Regions from separate parts of the Sus scrofa genome. Here region 1 is linked to region 2. Evidence: chromatin contacts called from public promoter capture Hi-C data. All regions are on one chromosome and are shown on one strand. Each heading gives the region's core, a stretch centred on a gene start, on an enhancer-like site or on the middle of the called end of the contact. The rest is flanking DNA. Distances are from core to core; before and after follow the strand shown. Region 1 holds the start of CASP2 (caspase-2). Region 2 holds the start of EPHA1 (ephrin type-A receptor 1).

Region 1 (5,240 bases), core at 2,466-4,965, 120 kb before region 2:
TTTTTAGGGCCACACCTGAGGCATATGGAAGTTCCCAGGAGCTGTAGCTGCCGGCCTAGGTCACAGCCGCAGCAATGCCAGATTTCAGCCTTTGTCTGCAGCCTGCACCACAGCTCACGGCAAGGCCAGATCTCTAACCCCTTAGGCGAGGCTAGGGATTGAACCTGTGTCCTCACGGACGCTAGTCGGGTTTGTTCCTGCTGAGTCACGATGGGAACTCCATTTCCTTTTTCAATACAACCTGGCCCTGACACAGACTTGAGGGGGATGAGGCCTGGCCGGAAAATGGAAGCCTCGAATATAGTTAGACATAGTTAACTACAGTTAAGCACCTTTAGCAAAATGTAGGGAAAATGGACAGAGGTTCCTTGTGTTCAAGCTTTTATGGCCCTGAGGGAGAACCTGGAGCTATGCACATCCTGTGTCAGGGAAACATGTCTGGCTGGGCCCCATTCGGGCTACACAAAAGCCTGCTATGGAGCCCCCTATAGGGGCACCCCTAGAGGAACAGGGGTCTGAGGCAGAAGCCCTGATATTTCTTCACCATCTTCAGCCTCTCTCCCACCCTACAAGCCTCTTGGCCCTTCCTTACCAAAAGTGCAGCCAAAGCTTCTTTGCCCCTTCAGGAAGTAGTAGGCAGGCCTCAGGGAATTCCTAAAGTCCATACCCCTTTGCTTTGTCCAGCCTCTACCAGTGTTGCACACACTTAGGCAGATTCTCAGAGGAACCTAGCCAGTTCACCAGAAAATTCCAGGACTAAGTCTCTCCTGTGACCTTTACCTCCTATAATCAAAAGCCTAGGGAGTCAGACAGCTCTCTCGTCCCTCTACTCTCTCCTCCTAACCGCCCCGCTCTCAGGAAGGACGCCAAGCTTCCCGCTTCTGCAAGTTCCCTCCTCCTCCAGATTCTTCTGATCATCCTAAGACCCCCACCACTGCAGAGGGACAGTCCCCTCCAGGATGTTTTATCAGCCAGTCTGCCCCTGATAGTAGGAAAAAATTCTGTGTGGCCACCCAATACGTTGTGGGGGGGGGACTTTTTTTTTTTTTTTTTTTTTTTGTCTTTTTAGGGCCTCACCCATGGCATATGGGAGGTTCCAGGCTAGGGGTGGAACTGGAGCTACAGCTGCCGGCCTACACCACAGCTACAGCAACGCCAGATCCAAGCCTACACCACAGCTCACAGCAACACTGGATCCTCGACCCAATGAGCAAGGCCAGGGATTGAACCTGTGTCTGCATGGATACTAGTCGGATTCGTTACCGCTGAGCCACAACGGCAACTCCTATGGATGTACTTTTAGACAAGTCCTTGCATTGCTAAGAACTTCAGTTTTATGTGTTGTGTCAGACTTGATGCTGCCAGCCATTCTCAAAGCAGCATCAGCTGGCAGCTGCAACTTTACATTTTCAAGGTCTCCTCTTGTACATGAACAGAAAGAGGAGACAATGTGTATAATGAAGAATCGTTCCTGTTGTTTATGTGTTAATACCACGTCAAGCTTTAAAACCTACACCACTGGCTATCTGACTACAAGTCTCCTGGAAGTGCGGCCTAAACTGGGTTTCACACTTATATGCTAAAAAGAAATGAGAAATTATTTTTGTCTATAAATGTTCAGGTTGTCACTCCACCAACTACTTCTAACTGGGTCTGTTAAAATTTACATCCGTAAACTGGACTGACAGAAGAAGAGAGATATATATACACACATATCCATGCCAAGTGGTTCTATTCCTTTGGACAGTGTAATCCAAGCACTAACTATCTGAACTATAATAACAAATATTACCAAACATAACCTGGTTCTTACCACTGCTTGAGCCTCCAGTTACAATAATTCTTTTATTGACCTTTGGCCTCGACTTTTTAATCTGCCTGTTAAATTTGCCTCTTTCAGATTACAACAGTTTTCCTAAGAGGATAATAGTGATGTAGGGAACCCAGCCACACCATAAAACAGATCCTGTCTGAATAACAGCGAAAAGTCACCCTGGGATCCCTTGACAAGACAGGGCGAGAGTTCTATGCCCCAGTTATGTAGGGTCTGCGAGCCCCCTGCCACCTGAAGAAGCTACTGAAGATAGACCATAGCCCTTCATCTTCCCAATAAAGATGTACTGCGGTTCACATCTCTCAGGGGGGATTTGAAGCAGGGTCCCAGGTTGAGCAAATGTAATCTGTTCCCTGTGGATAGATAACTTCAAGATAAAAGCTCCTACTTGGATAAAAGATAGAGACCATCTATTTCTCATTTTCTCCGAAACTACACACTGGCAGAATGGTTCCCCAGGGACAGAGAAAGGAGGGGCACCAGACCACAGTACATCCGGTCAACTTCCCAAAGACCCTTGTGCTAAAATCCACCCTGAGGGCAGGGCCCCAAGTCAGGCAAAAGCCAGACAAAGCAAGATGACAGGCCAGAGGAAGCCCGGAAGGACTGTCCCCCTACAAGTGACTTAAAGGATCTCCAAAGCATGTGTCTCTCGCTTCCTATCTTGCTCTGTCAGTCTTTTTTCTCCCTCCACCCCCATCCGGGTCCCCCAGCCTGCCAGTGCTCCCTGCACCTTCTTTCTCATCTCTCTTCAAATACTTACTTGCCTCATTACCCTCAGTCTCTTTGCCAAATTCTTTCCCCAAAGACCCAAAGTTGTGGGGACCTACATCAACTGGTAAGGGTTCAGCATTCTCAGCCAGCAATACACCCTCCCCCCCAACATGAAAGCCCATGTGTTTTCAATACAAGGCAACAGAAGCCAGGTTATCCCATATTTCTGTGAGCTGTGGTGTAGGTCACAGATGTGGCTGGGATCTGGCATTGCTGTGGCTGTGGCGTAGACAGGCAGCTGTAGCTCTGATTCAACTCCAAGCCTGGGAACTTCTATATTCCTGGCAGCCCTAAATAAAATAAAATGTAAAACATGAGCTTCTTGGCTGGGGTGGTGGAGTATCTAAGGCCCTCTTTTATTATTATTATTATTATTATTATTTTGTCTTTTCAGGGCCACACCTGTGATATATGGAAGTTCCCAGGTTGTGAGTTACAGCTGTAGCTGCAGGTCTACACCACAGCTCCCAGCAACACGGGATCCTTAACCCACTGAGCGAGGCCAGGGATTAAACCCGCATCCTCATGGATAGTAGTAGGGTTGTTGCCCCTGAGCCGCAAGGGGAACTCCCTGTAAGGATCTTTTTTGAATCATCTATTATGAAACACTCTACTCGCTTCAGCCTCACCCTTGCGCTCTAACCGCCAGGGTTTTGCCCCAGGCCCCCTGCCCTGCTTCCCCAGATTCAAAAAGCATATCTGTCTTTCTGGACTCCTGTGCTGCACCTGTGCTGTAGGTTTTAGCCCCTGGGAGCCGCTCCACCGGCACTGACCCGCGCGCCCTACTCAGTCGGTCATCTTCGGGCGCGGGGACCTGTCTACAGCGCCTCCTAGCGCTCTCCACGTCTTCCTTACCCGGGTCCCAGCAATTAAACTCGATGGAGTGAAAAGTCCGGCCACACCCATGTCCACCGAGTTCTTGCAATAGGCGGGTGTGGCCCGGCGGGCGGTGCTGGGGCGGGAGCGTGATTTCCGCGGGAACCCACGGCCAATGGGGTGCCCACGCTGGGCGGGGCGGCTCCGTCCTTCCCCTTCCGAAGAGGGCGCTCTCACCCCATTGGACGGCGCTTCAACTCGAGGGCTCTGCGCCTGCGCGCGCCCCGCCGACGGCCCCGCCGGCCGGCGCGGGGGTGCAGCTAGGAGAAGTAGTGCGCAGGCGCCTAGCGCGCGGGCGGACGGGGGAGGGATGCGGAGGACGCGAAGGCTCGCGGTTTGTTTGGGTCGCGGACGGTGCGCGGGAAAAGCGGGGAATGGCGGCGCCGAGCGCGGCCTCCGGACCTGCCCTCCAGCAGAAGGGGCTGATGGCCGCTGATCGGGGTCGCAGGTGAGTGAGGGAGGATCCCCGGGGTCGTTGGTTGGACCCAGGGACGGGAGCTCGGGCCTCTGGCGTGTGGCCCTGGCGCCCCCCGATCTAAACCCCTGGAAAAGCGGCGTCCGCTCTTCCTGCCTAGGGTGGGAGGCGGGGCAGGGCCCCCGGGGGCGCGCGGGCGGGTGGGTCTTCTGGCCTTGACTCTCTTTTTCTTCTACCCGGGCGTCTGAACAAGGTAAGATCTTTCCATTCCTGCCAGATCGTGGCTTCTCTTAAAGCTCCGTCATTCTTTCTTTCCCCTTATGAGGTTTTCAACTCCTTTATGAGGAACTAAACTTAAACCTGCAGACCTCGGAATCCTGCCTGATGTGCATTTGTTTGGGATGGAATATATCATGACCCGTATTGTGTTGACTGTAATGGCCTGATGTGCAGGGCATTCAGCACAGCTTTTGGAGTTTGAGTGCTTTGAGACCGGGAGGTGCCCGAGGCTCCAAGTGTGTCTCCGCCAGTGCTCTAGTTTTATCATTTCATGACACACATTTTCCAGGATAACATATTTTAATGTTTCCTGGTTCAGACCCAAGTTGATTGAGGACTTTGGGTGCAGAGCCTGCAGAAGGACACAGAATCAAGACTCAAGAATCTCCCCTGTGATTCTGCACCACCTCCTCCCTTTCCAGATCAGTCCTAAAGTTCTAGGTAATTGTGGTTATTTGTGGAACGTCCACATTTGAGACTCTCCCCAGAACGTGCAATACAGGAAGGAGAAGGTGTGTGGAGAATGGATAATACTTCAGATTAAATCTCTTGGGTTACTGATTGGAAGTTTAAGTTGAGAATTTAGAGTTAAGAACTGAGAGTCAGTGCGTGAATGGTGAGTATGGATGAGATTGAATAGGGAGAGGCTTTTTGAGGGGGGATCCTAAAGGAAGAGCAGCATGTGAGGGCAGGCCAGAGGTCCTGTGAAGGAAATGACCTAGAAGGCAGAGAGGGGAACTGAAGACAGTGGTGTCCTGGCAACCGGGGGAGGAGAAAGTTGTAAGGAGAAAATGCTCCTGGGACTTTAGGGAGGAAAAACTGAGGAAACTTACCCTGCATTGTCTGTATCCTGAGGAAAGACCTAGTATCCAGTTGTGATGTCATCTTACAGTTGACCTTTCAACACTTATTTTTAACCAGAGTTCACACTTGTCTCATTGTTACTGCTTTCGTGTGTTCTAAGGTGATTTTTTTTTTTTGTCTTTTGAGGGCCACACGCACGGCATATGGAAATTCCTAGGCTTGGGGTCACATCAGAGCTGCAACTGCAGGCCAGTGCAC
Region 2 (4,833 bases), core at 2,318-4,817:
CATTGATTTGCAATTCCAATGGTATCACATACTAAAATCTCAAATATGTGGTTCTCTTTGGGGACTTTCCATTCTGTTCCATTGGTGCGAGTAGTATTCTGTAACACCAAGGGTTTTAATTCTAATTGATGTGTAGTATGTTCTGATGTCTGATAGAACAAGTCTCCTATTTCATTATTCTTCTTTTTCAAAAAAGTTCGTAGCCATTCGTAAGTATATTCTCTGTGAGATAAATTTAAGAAGCTCTCAAATTCTATAAAATATTCCATTGATATCTTGGTTACAACTCCTTTTTTTTTTTGTCTTTTTTTTGGGGGGGGGTCTTTTTTTGTTTTTTTTTTTAGGGTCGCACCCACAGCATATGGAGGTTCCCAGGCTAGGGTCTAATTGGAGCTATAGCCACCAGCCTACACCACAGCCACAGCAATGCCAGATCTGAGCTGCATCTTCGACCTACACCACAGCTCACGGCAACACCAGATCCTTAACCCACTGAGCAAGGCCAGGGATGGAACCCGCGTCCTCATGGGTACTAGCTGGATTTGTTAACCACTGAGCCACGATGGGAACTCCAACTTCCTTATTTTGTAAAGGAGAGACTGAAGCCCATAGAAAGTTCATTTTTTGCAAGGGCTTTCATCACTACTCTCCACTTGGGGAAAAGGCAAGAAAAAACACCATCAACTAAAATTTGGGGTGGTACGGGCCAGAGGCAGAAGTATATGCTGCTGTGTTTTTGATTTATGTTAGGAAGTTCAAAGCTAGGACACGGGGGTATCCAAGCTGCAGCGATGGAAGGGACCTAGAGCCTGTGCTTAGGAGGAAGCAGGGATGGGGAAAGCTTGGGGTGATGGGCAGGTGCAAAGGTGGTGGGTGGTTAATGTGCAGCTCATTAGCGAGGCTGCCATGGCTGCAGCTGGGGCAGGAGCAGCAGATGTTCCCAGCTGTAACTTGCTCCTCCCAGTTCCAGCAGTGACAGATGGGGGAGAACCAGCTGCCCAGGATCTGCAACAAGGATCCTTTCACTTATCACTCTGGTTGCTGGCTGCTACATAGGTACATTCTGGGGAGCCTGCACCTGGATGTGTATGTGTTTTGAAAAGATGGAGAGGGGAAGAGGGGGGCAAGGCAGACAGTGGAAATGTGACTGCTGCTGCCTTCTTGAATTGTTTAGCCTGCAAAAGGGGACTCGCATCCGCTCCAGCCCAACCAGGGAAGAATTATTTGGGTGGGGGAAGCAGGGGTAGCCCGTGGGAGCCAGCAGATGGACCTGCAGCTCTCATTGTAGAGTGATTAGCTGGTTTATGAGATGAGGCGCCTATTAGAGCTGGCCTAATCCAGTATTTTCCAAGCAGCCTCTCCTGTAGGATACATTATGGTTTAGTCTATTAATTCTAATTACAGGCCACTCTGTGGGAGAGCTGAGAGTGGAGCCAGGACCCTAAGACTCAGAAGGAAAGCAGGCTAAGTAGCCTCAATTCCAGAAATAGAGGTTGGATTCCTACTGGAGGAGCAAAGGGAAAAGGGAACATTGGCGAATAGGGTCTAGGACCAGAATGAAGAGGTCTTGAGACTGAGTCCCAGAGGGTGTGGCACCTGGGGAGCCTCCTGTGGTGCCAGGGCCGGCTCTGCTGAGTGCAGCAACGTGCGCTCTAGGACTCACAAGATCCCACCTCTCTGCTCCCTTGGTCTTCAGAAATATTCCAGGAGGAAAGGGGCTTGGAATGCACGGTGTGGCACAGAGCTGCAGAGGATGGAGGAGGTGCCAAGGGCTCTGGGACCGCCATGGGGCAGCTTTCAACTTTGGGGGAGGGGGGCCGTCAAAGACCCTTTCAAGAATGTGATGAAAACTCCGGCTCTCCTCTCCAGAAAAAAAATGTCCCCATCCACGACTCTGAAAACCCTTTGATGGGGTCCCCGACCCCCTAAAACCTGTGCAACCCCATTGGGCTGGAGAGACCGCAGACTTTTCTGTGTTTGGGTCTCAGCCTTCAACCACCCCAGGGATGGTCCATCCTCTTCCCAGAGGGAGTAGGCGCATCTTCCTCCAGGTCCTCAGAGTATTCAGCCCTCCCTTGCTGGGGCAGGGAGGGGAGGAGCCAGCCTTTGAAATGTTCCCCTTGGGAACCTTCAAGCCTGACCGCCCCCCCCCAACCCCAACCAGGTCCCATTCAGAAGACTCTGACTCACCTCCCCTCCCCCTCCCAGAGGAGACACTTCCAGTTTTTCCTGCTCTTTTCTCTGTTTCTCCACCCACCTCACCGCCCCATTTCCCACTGGCCTTCAGCCTTGAGCCACCCTAAGTCTTACCCCCCCCCACACTTACCCCATCCTCTGGGGGATCCAGCAGCCAGCCCAGCTCTCCCTGCGCTGTGCTAGTGTCCATCAGAGTGACTGAAGGAGAGAAAAGGGGCTGGTCACCTCCGAGGGAGGAGGCAACACAAATGCAAACCACATTCCTCCTTCAGGCCCCCAGCCCCAAGGCATCAACACCCCGCTCTTAACAGCCGAGTTCCAGAGGTTCAGGGGAGGAAAACGACCCAGGAAGGAGTGAAGAGCTCCAGGGATTAGTCTGTCCAATCCCTGAGGGAAGAGGGAGAGTAGGGCAAGGGTTGGACGGCTGGACCTTTGACCAAAGTCAATGGCAGGAAGCCTTAGGAAGAGCAGCCCCAGAGAGGACCGTCAGCCTCTCAGGCAGCCCGGGGGGAACCTATCAGTAGCAGAAAAGGAAGGGTGATGGGCCAGAGAGGAGTTCAGCCTCTGGGGGGTCGTGAGCCGGCAGGAGGTGGACAAAAGACTTTGGAGGGAGTTCCTGGGTGGGGAGGTTCCCTGCCGCTGCCAAAGGGCCTGCCCTGCCTGTGATTAGGGATGTGGAGTAGAGGCACAGCAAGGGGTCTGGGAAGTCCAGGTGTTAGGGGCAGAGAGTGTGTGCAAGGGTCCACGTGGAAGGATGGACCTCTGCACCCGGGAACCCCTGCACCCCTAGTCCTAGCCCATCCCCCAGCGTCAGGTCCCTCTGTTCTCCTGCCTGGCTTGGCACAAGGCGACTCCCACCTCCGACTCCAGAGGGTTCGGATCTGTGCTTTAGGTGCCCGAGGCTGGGGCTGCCTGGGAATAAAGGATCCCGCCCCCCCCACCCCCCCCGATTGCTGGCGTGGAGGGAGGCCCCTCTGGACACTGCTTCCTCCCAGCTGCCAGAAGCTCACTCCCCACCCCCAGGAGCAAACCGCTGGCCACCAGGGGCGGAGATCACTGACCCGGGAAAGCAGCTGTTTGGGGTTAAAGACCCAAGACCGGCCAGGCCAGTCGATGGCCCGGCGGCGGGGCAAAACAAGAGCGCTAGCGAGGGGCGCGAGGAGAGGGCCTCCTTAGGAATGCCGGCTCCCGCAGGAGGGGGCGGGGCGGGGCGGGGCGGGGCGGGGGTCGGTACCTTCCTTGGCGCGCGCCCCCGGGGGCAGCAGGGCGCAGAGCAGCAGCAGCAGCAGCCTGAGCCCCGGGGCCCAACGCCGCTCCATGGCGCCGGGCCGGGACCTGGGACCTCGGCCCGGACCGCGGGGGCAAGTCGCTAGGACTGGGCGAGCGGAGCAGGGCGGGCGGGGGCGGGGGGCGGGGCCAGCGCTGGGGGCGGAGTCCGGGCCTCACCTGGATCACCTTCTTAAAGGGACAGTAGGGGAGGAAGGAAACTTGTAAAGCAGGCAATAAACTTCAAAAACCGGAGGTGTCTTGACTGGAATGAGACCGCGGGCGCCGCCTAGTGGGTGGGATTAGGAATTGACTAACCCAGTGCTAGTTCTGACCCTAAACCCAACCCTGCCTTGATGGAGCCTTTGGCCTAATTCTACCTTGGACTTGAACTACACCCTTGTATTTCTCCCTCTCCCTTTCTTCAGGGCCTAGCAAGGTAATAGACACGGGGGAAGGCAGGGTAAGAGACACATCTTGATGTTCCGGCCCGGGAGGCTTAGATGACCATACTGCAAGGGCGGGTGCAGCTTTTAGAGACGCACCTGGAAGGTGGGAAGAGGAAGCAAGCCAGCCAGGGGCACATGAGGTGGATAGACTGTCATCCGCGTTTTCAGTGGCAGAGATTGGGCAAGGCGTGAGCAAGACCCTGAAGGCAGGGAGCCTCAAGTTGCCTCTGGGAGTGGTGAATGGACCAGTTTGACTGCTGGGGCACAGGATTGTCTTGGGAACCAGGCAGAAAAGCAGGTGTGGGCTGGGACAGGGAAGGTCTTGGTAAACACGTTAAGGAGCGTGAACCTTACCACGCACTTTACAGAGCAAAGGAGGGATGGGTGAGGCCTTCTGCACGCAAGTGGTAGAGGATCTAGTGGTGTCACCCCACGGCCCTCTCACCTGTTGGAGACTGCCTTCCAGCATGTGCAATAGATGTTTCTTCAGTTTCTACTCTGCACGCAGAAAGCTCTGAAAGCTTCAGAGAAGAGTAAGACAGTCTTTGCCCTAAACGAACTCTTGTCTGAGGTGGGTAGGGGGCAAGGGCTTTATGGCAGGAGCGGACCCCAGCAGAGGCACAACACAGGGGTGACCGTGGCTCGAAGGAGAGTGATCCTCTACTGAGGAACGGCAGCCAGCTCCATTCCTGGGGCCTCTCCTTCCTACACCCCTCTCTGGCTCCATTTCCTTTGGGTGAATCATTCATAGTTTTTCCATCATTTAAATTGTTGCATGTTTTAGTCCCCCTGGAGGAAGGGAGGTGGTACATTATAGGTGCTTATTTTATTTTCAAAAATTAATACTTCTCAGAGTTCCCGTCGTGGCACAGCAGAAACGAATCCGACTAGGAACCATGAGGTTGCGGGTTCCATCTCTGGC

What was found. Promoter capture Hi-C pulls out the DNA fragments that hold promoters and counts their contacts.
Region 1: a contact with region 2 is called in a promoter capture Hi-C map of fetal skeletal muscle, with 5 times the contacts expected there. The contact joins the promoter of CASP2 here to the promoter of EPHA1 in region 2. A contact is called at or near these places in 2 of 5 promoter capture datasets (fetal liver and fetal skeletal muscle), 4 of 47 Hi-C or Micro-C datasets (embryonic fibroblasts, epiblast stem cells and liver) and 2 of 2 datasets of contacts at active chromatin or transcription factors (alveolar macrophages and skeletal muscle).

The regions. Positions count from the first base shown.
Region 1 is chr18:6,964,563-6,969,802 of Sscrofa11.1, reverse strand. It overlaps CASP2 (caspase-2), which reads left to right and starts at 3,715. Exons shown (of 11, transcript XM_005657720.3): 1 at 3,715-3,932. The coding sequence starts at 3,859.
Region 2 is chr18:6,842,039-6,846,871 of Sscrofa11.1, reverse strand. It overlaps EPHA1 (ephrin type-A receptor 1), which reads right to left and starts at 3,567. Exons shown (of 18, transcript XM_003134566.5): 1 at 3,431-3,567; 2 at 2,327-2,394. The coding sequence starts at 3,515.